Regions from separate parts of the Danio rerio genome. Here region 1 is linked to region 2. The links are chromatin contacts, called in public HiChIP or PLAC-seq maps. All regions are on one chromosome and are shown on one strand. Each heading gives the region's core, a stretch centred on a gene start, on an enhancer-like site or on the middle of the called end of the contact. The rest is flanking DNA. Distances are from core to core; before and after follow the strand shown.

Region 1 (3,744 bases), core at 107-2,606, 300 kb before region 2:
AATATTATGTTTTTGACAGGATATTTACATAGTACACCTCAGAACATAGACAGGCCAACAAGGACATTTGTCTTCAAAGAAATAAAATAAAACACAATTTAACTGTACCACACCGTTCAATGAAAGTCAATGTTTGTTGATTCTGATGCAAGCAACAAAAAGCCTCAACTATTTTCCTTTCGCTTAGCCACAGAATACGCATCGCTTGTACTTTCCCCATTTCGTTTCCCTAAATCAAATGAGCAGATGAATCTTGGAGGTCCCCATTGTTCTGACAGTAAGACATTCATTTCCACAGCCTCTTTGACATAATAATTGGGTCAGCCAGTTCATGGCTCAAGACATTAATAAGGAAATTATGGAGAAATGTTGTACGACAGCGAATGCATAAATCCGAGGATCAGCAATGAATATACTGGGCCTGCTGAATTAAACATCGAGCGAAACAGTTTTATTTTATGTTTTTATTCTTGCAATTCACGGCGAATTTACTGTAGAATAAATACGAAACGTTCACAGGATCACAACATTCAATCGCGTAAACACTGCAACAAAATACTATTAACAGATGAAGTGTGAACTCACCTGCCAGATTTCGTAATAACCATTTCTGTTCCTAATTTGTGGAACTGGTCCCATAGATCCTTCGCTTCCAGTGTGACTTTTGGATCGTCTTCAACCTCTTCCTCTGGCTCCAAGCTCTTGAGACTGCGAAGATGAGCTGCCTGATGGTGGTGACTCAAAGCCGGATGGAGCCCAGCCTCCGCGGCTCCGGCCAGGGTATGGTCCGGGATCGGCTTTGTGAGAGCCCCGGGAGGCAAGGTCAGCGCCGGGAAAAAGGAAGGTTGCGCGGCCGCGAGAAAAGCTGACATGGGAAAGTCGGTCGGCCGGTGAGCGTGGAAAGGGTGGTAAGCCATCGCAGTCCCTGTAAAAACTGGATCTCTCATCGGTGCATCCAACAAACGTAGTGAAAAGATATATTTAGAGGTGTTCTCTGGCTAAAAAGGAGCGCGTATCCAGAAGACAGATCTTCTCACTACGAGAAGAAAAAGCGCAGCGAGGCAATTTTGGCAAAATGCGTATCGCGAAAAGGCGAGAGCAGACAGCGGTAGGATCTTCCACTTTAACTCCCGTAGCTGCTAGTTTCCACGAAGTCCCCGTAATAATATCAGTCAAAGTGAGCGCAAGGACGCTTTGAAGGCAGATTTGGGGATTCCTGTTCGCCAACAGTTGCTCTCATAAAAAAGCAGATTACTCTTTCGATGCGGATGTCCATTCAAGCGCAGTCATTCTACCCAGACACGGAGTTGAAATGGTTAGATCTTGCCCTGTCCACTGTACAACTGTAACTATCTCACATGTCCTTCCTGCTCTGATCTCAGCACTAATGAACCAAGCCCCCTTGATTGCTGATTTTACGCTTTCTGGACCAATTGTGGGCCTCTATAGGCGTGGTTTTGACAGCTCCGGCCAGGCTCAAGGAGAGGGGGTGGACAAGAAGGTGTCGGAAGCATTAGCAGTAAGAAAACATGTCAACAGAATAAAATATTAACCAATGACAGAAAAGATCGGGAAATCCCACCCCCGTCTCCAAGCCAAGGACCGGGTCAGCCCTCAGTGCTTAGCCGGTGGTGACTGCACCTCGGTCGGCTTACGCTTTATAATTACGATGCCTCCTTGTTCGAGGAACAAAACACTCTTTCCGATACACAGACAACCAAGACTTAAGATTATTGATGTGTAAATGAGAACGTTGCAAACTCTTATGAGAAAATCAGCGCAAATACTATAAACTTTACATTACAAGCACATTTAAAGCATCGTGAATTGAAGATAACTTTTCGCAATAGTCAATAAAATAGCACACACAAAACAACGTTCATGTTCGCTGTATGTTGAAGTGGCGCGTACGTATTTTGTTAATGATACAGAAGTGCACACTGATAGCCAAAGGACCTTGTTGTGCGTATGAATTGAATTCAGCGTAACACTGTGTGAATAACAATTTCCGTACTTCGTTCGTGTGTCGCGACTGACTTCATGTGGGGAACATCAGCCAATAACCGGACATTGGTACTTTCAATTCTGCCCCGGGTCATTCAAAGCGCATAGCCACGCGCTATGAAGAAAAAGGAAGAGAGCTGATGGAATCTAAAGACCAATGTAAAGATAATTTTGGTGAGTGCTGCATTACTCTTGACTGTTAACAAGCATCTGCGGTTAACTTTTAATTTACTCCATATGCGGTAATATGCATATACATGTGTTTATGGAATGTTAAGTGCGTTATAATAAGGCATTTTTTATTTTATTTTTCTTTGTGCGCAGACGATATTTTCACGCAGTGTTTAGGTGTGCGAAAACAACACGCTCCTCTCTGTCCTCGAAATATAGTTACTTAAACGTCTCTACATCTCAACGCATTTAAGTGCAAGACCACTATTCCCCATCTACTTTCGCCCTGTAGTTTCAGCAGTGCGTCGAGCCGTGAGCGTAGTCTATACCTTTAAGAAATCCACTCGTGGACTCTAGATTTACTTGGATTGGGTTTGTTAGATAGCCGCTTGGCGCCAGTCGGCTGACGTACCGCAGCAAGAACCGTCCCTTGTCAGTTCATATTTACTCCAAAATCCTCTAACAGTGCACTCCAATCCTTTTAGCCTTTACGCCAAAGTTTTGGTTTGCGCTTGCCGTCTTTGTCTTCAAGTGACTAAGTTAGCTTATCAATGTATAGTTTTCGGTCATATGAATACTTCCCGCATTTCCAAAACGCATCTTTGTATTTGTGCGGACAGATTCAACCGTTTGCGGAATGTTGTCACTTTTACACTTCGATACAAATCAGCAGAACATGATGACAGGCTGTATGTTTAACCCTTTCTTTGCCATACAGGATCCGAAAGCTTATATTTGTTATATTGCTTATATTGCACTGAAATGTTATGAAGTTAAAATCAGCGTGAATTGAATATGAACAGCTGGTCAAAAACTTTATAGGCTGTTTGCAGTGTCTATTTAACAAAGACGACGACGTATAATAAAGTGTTTTTGTATTTAGTTTTACAATTTGTGATATTTAGTCTACTGGATTGGACGTAAAGTTGTTTAAAGATAATAGTTTGATTTTATTATTATTATTTAATAAAGAGCATGGCGAAATGCCGATTTTTGCAGCCAAAATGAGCACTGCTACATTACTTAATTGTGCGTTTTTCGATTTTTTTCTCTTGTTCATTAAAAAGGGCAAGCATATTTAGACATTTTATTATATCTGTTGTGAAATGAGATTACTCTCACACCTCAATAATGAATAAGAATGGCTAAATCTGCACAGTAAGCAGAGAAGAAAAAAAAGAGACAAAGCAGGCAGACACTTGTTGCCGATGCCACGAGTGAACACACAGAACTAAAGCGGGATTTATTAAAACTGACACTAAAATATTGGAAATGCAGGCATTTACCATGCAGGTATGGGCATTATTAATAAATATAACGCTTTTATTTAAAAGTCGCAAAATGCTACATAAATATAAAACAGAGAAAGAAAAGAAACTGCTATATATTCAAATAAACAATAATCTGTTGGGCTATTTATACCACGATTTAACTGTACTATATAAAGGTAGAATATTAATATTTTGTTCCGGTTTTTGTAATGAAGCATGTTGAACTAGCCAAACGAAATAATAAAGAAGCGGAAAAAGTATTTTCCACCTTTTTTCCAAAAAGGCCTACTCAGGTGTT
Region 2 (3,350 bases), core at 637-3,136:
TCATAGTTGCATAGAAATGTTTTCCTTTTACAGTTAATTTGTAGGATGTGATGATTTAACTAAGCTTTTTCTGTCACTTTACTCACTTTTAAAAATAACAATGTTCAGTTTCTTGTACAGACTTTTTTGTGCTTCACAAGTCTTCAATGTAGTCAGGAGCATTGGATATTGCTAATGAAAATTTGTTTTATCATTTTCAAAGTGTCAGTAGCTGCTTACTTGCATTTTATGAATCAACAAAGACCGCAATTTCAGCTAAATCTTCTTCAATGTTAAAAAAATGTCAGCTGTCATTTTTTGGGTGAACTTACTCTTTAATAGACAGTGAAAGGTCTGTGAATGTAAGTGTTAAATGGTGTGTAGAAACTCACCCTGTGCGCTTGGTGATGGTGCCCAAGGTCATGGGTTGTTTGATCTGAGCCAGTGGTAGCACAACCGTCAAACTGGGTAACGAAGACAGACGTGGGTTACCCATGTTGTTATTGGTGAAGTTGTTGAAAGATTCTTGGCTGGTAAGTTTGGCTGTAAAAAAAAAATGAAAAAAGACATTTAAGTTTGAAATCAAATTATTATTATTATTTTTTTACCATACAGATAGAACATTTTCTCTACGATATGTTTAAACCTTTTAGAAATAAAATGTTGCTCTTTTAAGCATTCTATTTTCAACACTGAGCAATTAAAATTAGTATACTACAATAATTCTAAAAATAACGACTGCTTAAAATTCAGCTATCAATTAATTTTAAGTGTGTAAATGACATTAAATTTTTAAAAATAAGTCTTATTAAATGCTTGTATAAAAAAATATAAGAATAGTGATGAATGGCCAACAGCTAAAATACAAAGGATTAATTCATAACTTATTATATCTTCTCAGAAACTAAAACAAATCAGACACAAGGTTTCTACAGCTCTGCTCTTTATTATCCACCTTCATCTGTTTTTATTTTTAATGTGTTGCTTCTCAGTCTAACTAGTACAGGGATCAATTTGATCAATGCTTCCATGCACTTCAAAAAACTATATAGTGCGCATGTACTCAAATATTCCAAACAAAGTTGAAGTGCGGCTTTTTTGTTTTTTTAACTCCATTATTTTTTCCCCTTTCGACATACAATATTTCGGGGCAGCCCAATAATCTCAACGAACATTTTCCTTGCTTCCATTGTAATAAGGCCAGGAAGAGGGTATTCAGGGGGTTGGAGAAATACCTGAGACACAAAACAATGATTATCTGAGGGCAAAAGCGCTGAGAGCGGCCGTGCCACAGTGTTGGAGGGGTTTTAGATCATTAGCCAGTCTCTCTGTCTCTCTCTAATACCCAGAAACGCTGTCTTTGTGCTTAACCAAAGAGAGGCCATTTAGGCCTCATGGCCCTCGATAAAGGCCTGCTTTGGCTGGAGACATTACACAAACCCCTGCGCCATTCCACACAGGGCCCGGATCTCAAGGGCCCTTCACATTTCAAAACCACTACACCCCAAGCGCAGCCACCTTTTGTGTGCAAGAGCAGCAGAAAAGAAAAGGAATTCGAACAGGAAGCAGCCTGAAAACCCATGATGGTGCTTCTGATGGACAAAGACGAGGAGTAGAGGAAGAAAAATCTTAATGAATTTAGCATCTTTCCAAGAAGGACACACTCAGTCTCTGTGCACGTTTGAACCAACACTAAATCAAAACCCGGACACGCATGCAAACATCGTCACGCCGGCAGAGCTTAAGCCCTCAAAAAAAATATATATAAGCAGACGCCTCTTGCACGGGATGATGTGAAACTCAGCCACCGGATGACGTAAACCAGAGTGTGGCAGGCTTGGACGAAACCCTCAAGAATGGCACGTCCGAGAGAGGCAAGGCGCCTGGCCAGTCAAAACGATCCTGCTTATGGAGCCGTCATTTGATTAATGACTCATGTGTGATGGCCTGCGCAGTGATACATGACAAGCCAATGGAAAGAAGATCCATCAATGCAAATCCACAGCCGTCGCAGGTCTAACTCCAAGAGGCCGGCCGGGTCGCCCTCTGTCACCTGACCCTTCTGTTCGAGCTCACTCCGCTCCATTTGCATTTTCTTCTAATGGCACAGACCTGGCCAGCCCTGTCACTGATATCTTGTTTTTCCCCCTCAAGCTGTTCTATTTGCATCTGATAAAGCAATGAACACAAGCGATCCATTTAAACTGACGCTTTCCATTCGTTATTTGGTCGATTTGCACACCAGAAGCTAGAAAAAACAACATTCCTACGCAAACAGCGTCCACACCAACGCTGAAGTGAAATAAACAACGTGACCTCGACAGGCACCGATGCGCGAAACGTGCCTGGGGACAAAATATTGCACGACGTTCCAAAGTGTCAGTCGTTGAGAAATGACCAGGCTTTAGGAGCATCTGCGGAAGAACAGAAAAAAATGTTGCTCTCTCCCTGTTTGGGAAAAGGTTGATATATATTCTGTTTTACCCATTCATGTCTTTCGCGCTTGTCCAGGTTTCCCAGACATGCTCCTGTAAGAGCGTAGTTCACAGCAGATTGGGATTAAGAGGGGAAGAAAAAAATAGAGGGATGAGTGGAGAGGAAAAGGAACAATGGCGGTACCGCCGCACTCAGGGGGAAGGCGCTGTCATGTCAAGCCTGCCTGTGCCAATTCCCAGAGCTATCATTATTAAAATACACACTTTCAAAGGAGGAGTACTACAAGTGGAAGGTGGAGGGAAAAAAAGGAAAGTAAGTAAAAGGAGAGGCCAGAAAGTGCCGGATAAAAGCAATCCCTGTGGACAAAGTGAAAACAAATTAAAAGGACCATTATAAAACACAGATGCTGCAAAGAAAATAAACTTCACAAGATTTAGTGTTTTCAAAAGAAATCAGACTTTGGTGGAAAAGCCATTTCTGGTTGCCTCTGCTTTTACAGTATCTGCTAGCTGCTATTTTCAGGCTTTCACAGAGGGGTCAAGCCAGCCTATGTGAAAATGGCCAACTGCCAGTCTTTTCCCTGACTGCTGGTGAACGAGAGTGCTTTTAAAGTGACAGCAGAGCTTTTTTTCCCCCCTCCTCAAAGTTTTCAGGATTGCACGACATTGGCTTTAATGAGCAGAAACATTATATGAAACTTCCTGACTACAAGCAGACTTCGTGCCACACTTAAATTTTCACCATGAGACATGAATCGTACATTTTCTGTTTCCTCCTCGTTCCATGTGCTGATTTCACTGCAAAAGTCGCTGCATGATTACAAGCTATTGCAGATTTATTCATTGCTGCATTATAGGCATAGAACAAAGAACGCGTTCTCATGCGTGTAATTTATTAACCAAACTACATACGAACATCTCGCTACGAGGCTGTCT

The links. HiChIP or PLAC-seq counts read pairs in DNA pulled down with a chosen protein or histone mark.
Region 1: a contact with region 2 is called in an H3K4me3 HiChIP or PLAC-seq map of embryo, with 12 times the contacts expected there. The contact joins the promoter of tbx2b here to the enhancer-like site in region 2. A contact is called at or near these places in 6 of 18 Hi-C or Micro-C datasets (caudal fin, embryo, hematopoietic stem cells and 1 more) and 2 of 4 datasets of contacts at active chromatin or transcription factors (caudal fin and embryo).

Annotation. Positions count from the first base shown.
Region 1 is chr15:29,848,391-29,852,134 of GRCz12tu, reverse strand. tbx2b (T-box transcription factor 2b) reads right to left here and starts at 1,356. Exons shown (of 7, transcript NM_131051.1): 1 at 586-1,356. The coding sequence starts at 947. si:ch211-229g11.6 (a long non-coding RNA gene) reads left to right here and starts at 1,638. Exons shown (of 2, transcript NR_170084.1): 1 at 1,638-2,178.
Region 2 is chr15:29,546,222-29,549,571 of GRCz12tu, reverse strand. bcas3 (BCAS3 microtubule associated cell migration factor) reads right to left here. Exons shown (of 24, transcript NM_200622.1): 16 at 372-522. Among named protein-coding and RNA genes, the nearest start is that of bcas3, 110 kb to the right of the region's middle. Within about 2 kb of position 1,886, at least 3 of the 62 cell types and tissues checked have an H3K27ac peak or open chromatin away from gene starts, as enhancers often do.